2 separate regions of the Mus musculus genome follow, and region 2 is linked to region 1. A link is a contact called in public promoter capture Hi-C data. All regions are on one chromosome and are shown on one strand. The core of a region is the stretch at or near the end of the contact, and the rest is flanking DNA. Distances in the headings are between cores, read along the strand shown. Region 1 holds the start of Rsl24d1 (ribosomal L24 domain containing 1). Region 2 holds the start of Bcl2l10 (Bcl2-like 10).

What was found. Promoter capture Hi-C pulls out the DNA fragments that hold promoters and counts their contacts.
Region 2: a promoter capture Hi-C map of embryonic stem cells shows a contact between it and region 1, with 6 times the contacts expected there. The contact joins the promoter of Bcl2l10 here to the promoter of Rsl24d1 in region 1. A contact is called at or near these places in 2 of 39 promoter capture datasets (embryonic stem cells and hippocampal neurons).

Annotation. Positions count from the first base shown.
Region 1 is chr9:73,111,050-73,115,149 of GRCm38.p6, reverse strand. Rsl24d1 (ribosomal L24 domain containing 1) reads right to left here and starts at 1,681. Exons shown (of 6, transcript NM_198609.2): 1 at 1,567-1,681; 2 at 149-262. The coding sequence starts at 1,647.
Region 2 is chr9:75,346,312-75,350,285 of GRCm38.p6, reverse strand. It overlaps Bcl2l10 (Bcl2-like 10), which reads right to left and starts at 2,528. Exons shown (of 2, transcript NM_013479.2): 1 at 1,931-2,528. The coding sequence starts at 2,383.

The DNA.
Region 1 (4,100 bases), core at 432-2,931:
CAAACCAACTTTTACATACTAGGGTAGCAGTTTTTCACTTTTTAGAAGTCTACAGAACAATGGACTTTAGGATCGTGTGAGTATGAGAAATAAAGAAGCAGGCACACTGCGGGGCCCATGCTCAGGCCAGGCCACCACCCGCACTCACCACCGTGAGCTCCTTGCCAGCTGCTTTCCGGAAGGCTTTAGTCCACCTGACCTTGCGTGGGTTTCTCTTCTTCTTAAAGTTTTTATGACACTTGGATTTGCAGAATCGGAACACCTACAGGACACTCAAGTTAAAATACCGAGGAGCTGAAGAGTCAACAATAAAAATGTTTCTACATGCCCCCCCCGGCCCCCCCCAGCCAACCAAAAAGAAAAAGCAAACAAACAAAAAACTACTGTAAAGCAAAAAAAAAAAAGACACTCACATAAGAACTAAGGACAACACCTAGAATCACATGCGACATCAGAACAGAAGGACACTCAAGTGTTTGATGGGTGTCCGACATCATCTCTACCAGGCTAAGCACCCGGAAACCATCACTAATCACTTTAGAGAATAATACCTTACACTGGCCTTAAGTGAAGGAATAGTCTAAGAAAAAGCTCCTTAAAGACCTTCTCAGCCGGGCGTGGTGGCGCACGCCTTTAATCCCCAGCACTTGGGAGGCAGAGGCAGGCGGATTTCTGAGTTCGAGGCCAGCCTGGTCTACAAAGTGAGTCCCAGGACAGCCAGGGCTATGCAGAGAAACCCTGTCTCGGAAAAAAAAAACAAAAAAAAACAAAAAAACAAAACAAACAAACAAACAAAAAACAACAACAACAACAAAACGCTATCTGGAGCCTGGCAGTGGTGGCGCACGCCTTTAATCCCAGCTCTTGGGAGAGACAAGAGGCAGGCGGATTTCTGAGCCTGGTCTACAGAGTGAGTTCCAGGACAGCCAGAGCTATACAGAAAAACCAAACCCTGTCTCGAAAAACCAAAAATAATTAATAATGCAATTTCTGTGTGTCACTGGAAGCAACATAAAAAGTAAGCCTTTGAGGTTACTGGGCGCTAGCAAAGAAAGCTGAGTATGGTAACTAAAATGTGTGACCCGCTCAGAAACAGAAACCTAAACTAAGAAAGCCTGTGCATGCGGCACAAATCATAATGCTTTTGCTTACATACTTCATTCCGTGAGAACCTTCAAGAAGTGGGATAGTGAAGGCTGCCGAAGTAGCCAGTTAATCCCCCCCAAAGAACCCCCATGCTGTCTTTCTCCTAGCTCATCTCCAGCAACAATGCAAAAGTCTATAAGGCTCAGGCACCATGTCCATTAACCGCTACAGACAACCCCACCTCCCACTGTACGAGAGCATGAGCCTCCTTAAGCATTAATTCGACCGACTTCCTGACCCTGCGGCAAGCCGGGTGGCCTGCGGATGAGATGAGCGTCTGACAGCAACGAGGAGACCTCGCCGGCAGTGAACCGACGCCGGGTCCAGCCCAGGCCACTCCACGGCGTTCAGAACCCGGCGCGAGCAGAGCGCGCTCCAGTCCCCGAGCCGTCCGGAGCGTGCGGGCCACGGCCGCCTCACCTTGCAATCGTTGCGGACGAACATCATGCCGTGCCCCGGGTAGATCGGCCCGGAGCAGAAATAACACTTTTCGATCCTCATGTTGACCCCGCGTGGGACCCACCTTCGGGACGCGGAGCTGGAGAGGAAGTGGTACGTCACTTCCTAGTCGCCGGAAGCGAGTCCCTGACCCGACCCGGAAATGGTATCTTAGAATATGAATGAGCTGAAGGTAAAGGCACCACCTGACCCGCGTGTGCGCAGCAGCAGCAGCAGCAGCAGCAGCAGCAGCAGCAGCAGCAGCAGCAGCAGCGTCCCGCGCAGACGCAGAGGCTATAGACTGCATCTGGGAGTTTGACTTTTTGGTTCTGTGAGATCTACCGTACGGGCGCTTTGGAATTTTTCCCGGTATACTCATTCCATAGCGCTATTGCGGTGCTTGTGCTTTGCCACGGGCACGCTCCCCCACACCGGATTGTACCAAAGTCTGCTTTACTCCAGGCTTGTCTTCCCCAAAGGACTTGGCAGGAGTACACAACTAAAACCTTCCACCCGGGGCTGGTGAGATGGCTCAGTGGGTAAGAGCACCCAACTGCTCTTCTGAAGGTCTGAAGTTCAAATCCCAGCAACACATGGTGGCTCACAACCATCCCTAAAGAGATCTGACTCCCTCTTCTGGAGTGAATGAAGACAACTACAGTGTACTTACATATAATAAAACAAAATAAAATTAAAAAAAAAAAAAAAAACTTCCACCCTGGTCTTAGGAGAGCAACCTACTCAAAGTCAGGACAGCTTGGACGAGTTGGTTCTTTCCTCTCACCATGTGGGTCCAAGGGATGCTTAACTGATTTTGTATTTTGGCAGAGGGTCTCGTTTTGTGTAATCTGGAACTGGCTATGTAAACCAAGCTGGACTCGATCTAATAAGAGATCTCCCTACCTCTGCCTCCTTAGTACTGGGATTAAAGGGGTGTGCTACCAGGTGCTGGAGAGATGGCTCTAGGGTTAAGAGCACTGGTTGTTCTTCCAGAGGACCCAGATTTGATTCCCAGAACTCACATGACAGTTCACAACCATCTGTAACTCCAGTTCCAAGGGATCTGATGCCCTCTTCTGGCCTCCACAGGCACCGGGCATACATACACACAGTACACTGACATATATGTAACCAAACTTCCTACACATATAAAATAAATTTTAAAGGAGAGGGGCTGAAGTGATGAGCACTGCTCTTCCAGAGGACCTGGGTCCAGAGGACTTATAGGCAAAATACCAATGCACGTGAAAATAAAAATAAAATATTTTAAAGGGGAGGGGTGGGAGCTGGAGAGATGGCTCAGCGGTTAAGAGCACTGATTGCTCTTCCAAAGATCTGAGTTCAAGTCCCAGCAACCACATGGTGGCTCACAACCATCCCTAATGAGATCTGACACTCTCTTCTGGTGTGTCTGAAGACAGCTACAGTGTACTTACATATAATAATAATAAATAAATCTTTTTTTAAAAAAGGAGTGTACTACCATGCCTTGCTATTTTTTAAATCGTATTATTTTATGTGTTTTACTTGTTTAGTATGTGCACATTGTGTGTGCTGTGCCAGCCAATGTCAGAAGAGGGCATAGGATCCCGGGAACTGGAGATAGAGATAGGTGCGAGTCTCCATGTGGACCCTGGGACTGAACCCAAGTCCTCTGGAAGAGCAGCCAGTGCTCTTAGCCTCTGAGTCATCTCTCCAGTGCCTCGTTCTGTTTTTGAGGTCTCCGTCTCAATATACAGCACAGGGTTCCCTAGAAATCATGATCTGTGCTGATACTGTAGAGGTGTGCCACCATACTGGCTTGATATTTACCTGCTGATCGTATATTGAAATATTTAAAATATGGTCTGAGAGGCCAAACCTACTCCATCTTGGGACCAGCCTCCATCTTAAAGCAAGCCTGAGACTTGGCCTGCAGCTGAACCCAAGCTGCACCCAAGTACCAGGAAGGACCCCAGGGCTTGTCCTGGGCCAGAGTTACTCCCTAGCTACTTCCTAGCAACAGTTAATCAAAGATTAGTCTGATTGTTTCAAATGTACTTTCAGACCATTTGTCATTGTATACAGTCTTGCTTCAGAGTACCCACCTGTTGTCATACAATAGTTACTCAATTAGATACGTGCCAGGCTAAAGTCCCCTTGCTTGCTCACAATTTCTTATAAAGCCTTGACCCCCTAAGACCTCGGGGCTACAGATGGCAGTGTGGCCCCAGCTCAAGCTTATAATAAAGACCCTAATGTGTTGCATCAGAATCGTCTCCTTGGTGGGTTTTTGGGATTCATGAACTTCCTGGCACAACATTTTAAGTAAAACATACTACCCCTGGATGGTGCACATAGTCCTAGTACTCAGGAGGCAGAGGCGGGCAGATCTCCAAGAAGCCCAGAACAGCCAGGGCTACATAGAGAAACCCTGTTTTGAAAAGCATTAAATTCAGCCGGGCGTAGTGGCGCACGCCTTTAATCCCAGCACTTGGGAGGCAGAGACAGGCGGATTTCTGAGTTCAAGGCCAGCC
Region 2 (3,974 bases), core at 1,279-3,778, 2.2 Mb before region 1:
GAATACACTTTCCCTCTCAATTCATCCAGACTGCTGTGTGGTGCATCACACACACTCATGTGGACAATATCCTACTATTGTGCCAATCTCTGACTCAGATACCCGGAGATGGGAGACCTGCTGACCGCACCACCCAAGTCAGTATGACAGCGATCAGACACTTAACGCCTGTTATCTCCAGACCAAAAAAGGCTGGGAATGTTATATGTGAACTAGAGGGTATCCAGGCCATGCTGACTCGCAGCAGCTGCTTTCTCTACCTTCACAGCTTGTGTAAAAGAAATAGCAGATAACCCTGTTGAAAGTCAGCCTGGGAACTCGTAAGCCTCTATTCCCCAAAGGGAACAGCTGGGTGCCTGACACCCTAAGTAATCAAGGGCTATGGGTAGCAAATCCTGTATCGTGAACAGACACTAACTAAAGGGCCCAATCTTTCCCACTTCCCCTCCTGCTCTAGCATCGGTGACTGCTACACACACCCATGCATCCACACGGACGGATTCATCACTATGTGGCACACGACCTACCCCTTCCTCTGGAGCCTTTGAGACCTAAAGAGACCTCGCTTGGCCTTATGGACCTAAACTCTATGCAGAGCTGTCGCCATGTTGTCTTCTCAGGGTGCTAGTAAGTCTGATAGTGAATCTCTCTCCCCCAAAAAGGAAAATCTGACCAAGGCTGAGATGAGAGCTTATGAGAGAGAGGAGGTAGAGGGAGGAGCCAGGAGGCAGAGGGAGAAATCAACACTCGGTCTTAATGACCTCTTCAGAGGGCTCAGAGAGGGTCCTTGGAAACTCGGCTGAAGGCAGTCTGTGGGCCCAGTGGAGACCCGTCCATCAGGAGCAGGGCAGGTACTAACATGTCCTGCTGCCTTGCCTTTCCCAGGTAGCTTAAATGCAGACTCCTGACAGGAGTGTAATCCATTTGGGTTTTGTATAGCAGGTTTTAATGGTTAAGTTATATTTACCCCATAATGTATCCATTTTGATTCAACCACAATGAAGAGGGAGGTAAAGAAACCTGAGGAGGCTAAGCTCAGCCTCCAAGGGGCCTGTTGTGGACTAACCTAAGATAGAAGGGTTCCCTTCCCTTTCCTCCCCTTTCCTCCCCTTTCCTCCCCTTTCCTCCCCTTTCCTTTCTTTTTCTCTCCTCTTTTCTGGTGATGCTGGGGATCGAACCCAGGGCTTCACAGATGCTAACAGTCTACCATCAAGCTTTTTATCCTCATCCTGTGTGTTTTCCTTGATCAATAGCTCCATGCAGCTGGAGGGAGGCTAAGGACTGCCTCGTTAGCCTACACCACCGAGATTAAGGACCAACCGAAAGCCATGAGCCTGGAGGTTGCCCAGCAGGGAAAAGTACAGTGGCCTAAAAGATCCCAGTCAGGCTCCTCACTTGGTGGCCCCACACATTTCACAATCCCTAAGGCCTTACTCTAATAAGGGTAAGTCTGGGCATGGTTACTGCTCCCTTTATACCACTTGGGCCTATTAGACTTAATCAACCCTCCCTGACAGTCCTGGGCTAAGAGTTAGGGTAAGCCAAGTGTGCCTGACTGCCCCTGAATGAAGTTTTATAAAAGCTATTGAGTAAGAGCAGCCTATAAAGAAATCCCTGAAAAAAAAAAAAAAAAAAAAAAAAAAAAAAAGAAATCCCTGGGCTGGAGATGTGGCTCACTTAGTTCTTGCCCAGTATGCTCAAAGCCCTGGCTTCCCCTTCTAGCACCACAAAAACCCACCATAATGACATAGCCTGTAATCCTGGTGCTCATGGGATAGAAGCAGGAGGACCATAGTGGCAGGGTAGTATCTGGTGAGGTTTGAGGCCAGCCTAGGCTGGCTACATAAGACCCTGCGGTAAAGGCACTCAACACATCCTCCTGTGCCCCGTCTCCCAAGCCATCTCCGTCACCCTCCTCCAGTGGTCTCACCCAGCCGCCGAGAGCCTCCAGCCTGGCGCGGTGCCGACGCCCCATGAGCAGATTATACAGAAAGTTCACTATGAGACAGCAGTCTCGGGTCACTATGACACGATTCCCCAGATCCCTCTTCTGCTTGACAGCCATGTAAGGGCCTTGATTCATAAGCGTCCCCGCGAAGGCCAGGAGCATCACCAGTTGGCTCCAGCTGAAGTCTTGGTCTTTGGAGAGCAACTTATCTGCCATCTGTTTCACCAGCTCCAGGCGATTGCCCCGGCTTTCGCAGAAGGAGGAAAAAAATTCTTGGTGCTCCTGCTGGATCTGCCTAGTCACAGAGCGAAGCAAGGCCGCCTCGACAGACGTGGGCGGTGGCTCTGGGGTGTCCGGCTCCCGTGCGCAGAAGAATATGTAGTCAGACAGCAGCCGTCTAGTGCGTTCATGCAGTGGGTCCTGCGAGTCGGCCATCCTTTGGCTCCTGCACCCGGTCCAACCTCAGTAGGCTTTCTAGGCTCAGCTACTTCCCACTCTGACCCACCTGGACATTTGGGAATATCACTTGCACCTGGTACAAGGAGAGCGTCATGGGGTGGGGCAAGCAGGAGCAGCGGGAGACCCTCGGATTATTGTTGAGGTTTAAATAGATGGGGGCTGGAACTTTCTAGGGAGTGAATAGGTCATTCTCCTGCCTCAGCCTCCGGAGTTGCTGGGATTACAGACTTGAGTCATCAGGCCCAGCTGGTAGCGATTGCAATTGGCCTACTTGTTTGGGAATTAAGGATATACCCATCATTTTGCAAGTGGTTGTCCCAGGCTGGAGGAGGCAAGGTGGCCCCAACCCCTGACTCTTGCCTATTTCTGACCTACCAGCAATGCCTCCTAGAGCCTGTCTGTTCTCCATTGATACATTTCTAGTACAGTGGTTCTCAACTTTCCCAATGCGGCTATCTTCAGGTTGTGGTGACCCCAACTATAAAATGATAGTTGCTACTTCAAAACTGTAATTTTGCTACTGTTATGAAGCATAATGTAATATCTAATATGTAATATGTAGGATATCTAATATATGGCTCCCACAGGGGTTGAGACCCATAGGTTGAGAACCACTGCTCTACTGAGCAGGCCTGCTGGGCTCTAGCCTTTGTGGGCCCTCTCGGGGCTCCTTTTTGGCATTCTGTGATGCTGATGTTACCCCAAGTTTCCTCAGAGGCCTTCTCCCAGAGGCCAACTCTGCCCAGTTGTCCTGGTCCCTTCTTTAAGCCCACACTCTCTAGAGTTCTGCTTTAATCCAGGAGAGTCTTCCTGGGGGCCTGAGGGGCAGCAAAGAGAGCTCTTTAGAGTGTGGAAGTATAATCCAGAACCCTTCTGAGTCCCTGAGACGCTTTCAGGGCTCCTGAGGGATATTTACATAATATTAATGACATGACAAAAATATATGTGGCTTTTTGTCACTCTGAGTTCCGCAGAGACTGCTGAAGTGGGGACAGTGCCATTCTGCTGACTGGAAGAATGTTGTTCTGTATTCTGAGGGTCTCTGTAAGGAGCATGGGGCTGGGGCTACAAAGCCAGCACTAAGCAAAGAGCCAGGCAGAGTAGGATAAGACAAGACAGACAATCTAGAGACACACATACCCCCTTCTTTTCAGGGTCAACAAATCTTTGGCTGGTCAGACACCCAAGGCCATCCACAATGCCAGTTTTTTTAGCAGTGTCTGAGGTGTCCTTTGGTTCCCAGTACACTTAAACAAAACAGAATTAAGCATTCTTTTAAAAGATGAGGTCTTGGAGCTGGGGCTATATTTCAGTTGGTAGAGCGTGAATCCTGAGGGAAGGCCTGGATCTGATCTCTAGCAGCACCTACAGTCTTAGTGCATCTAGTGTGCAGGGCACGCTGGCCGATCAACATCTGAGAGGCCAAGGCAGAGGGATAGAAAGTTCCCAAGCATACTTGACAATGTAGAAGGTTTGAGGCAGCCATGATACCTTGTTTCATTATAAACATAACAAGAGGCAGGGAGGGAGACTGCTCAGTGGGTAAGGATGCTTGCTACCAACTGGG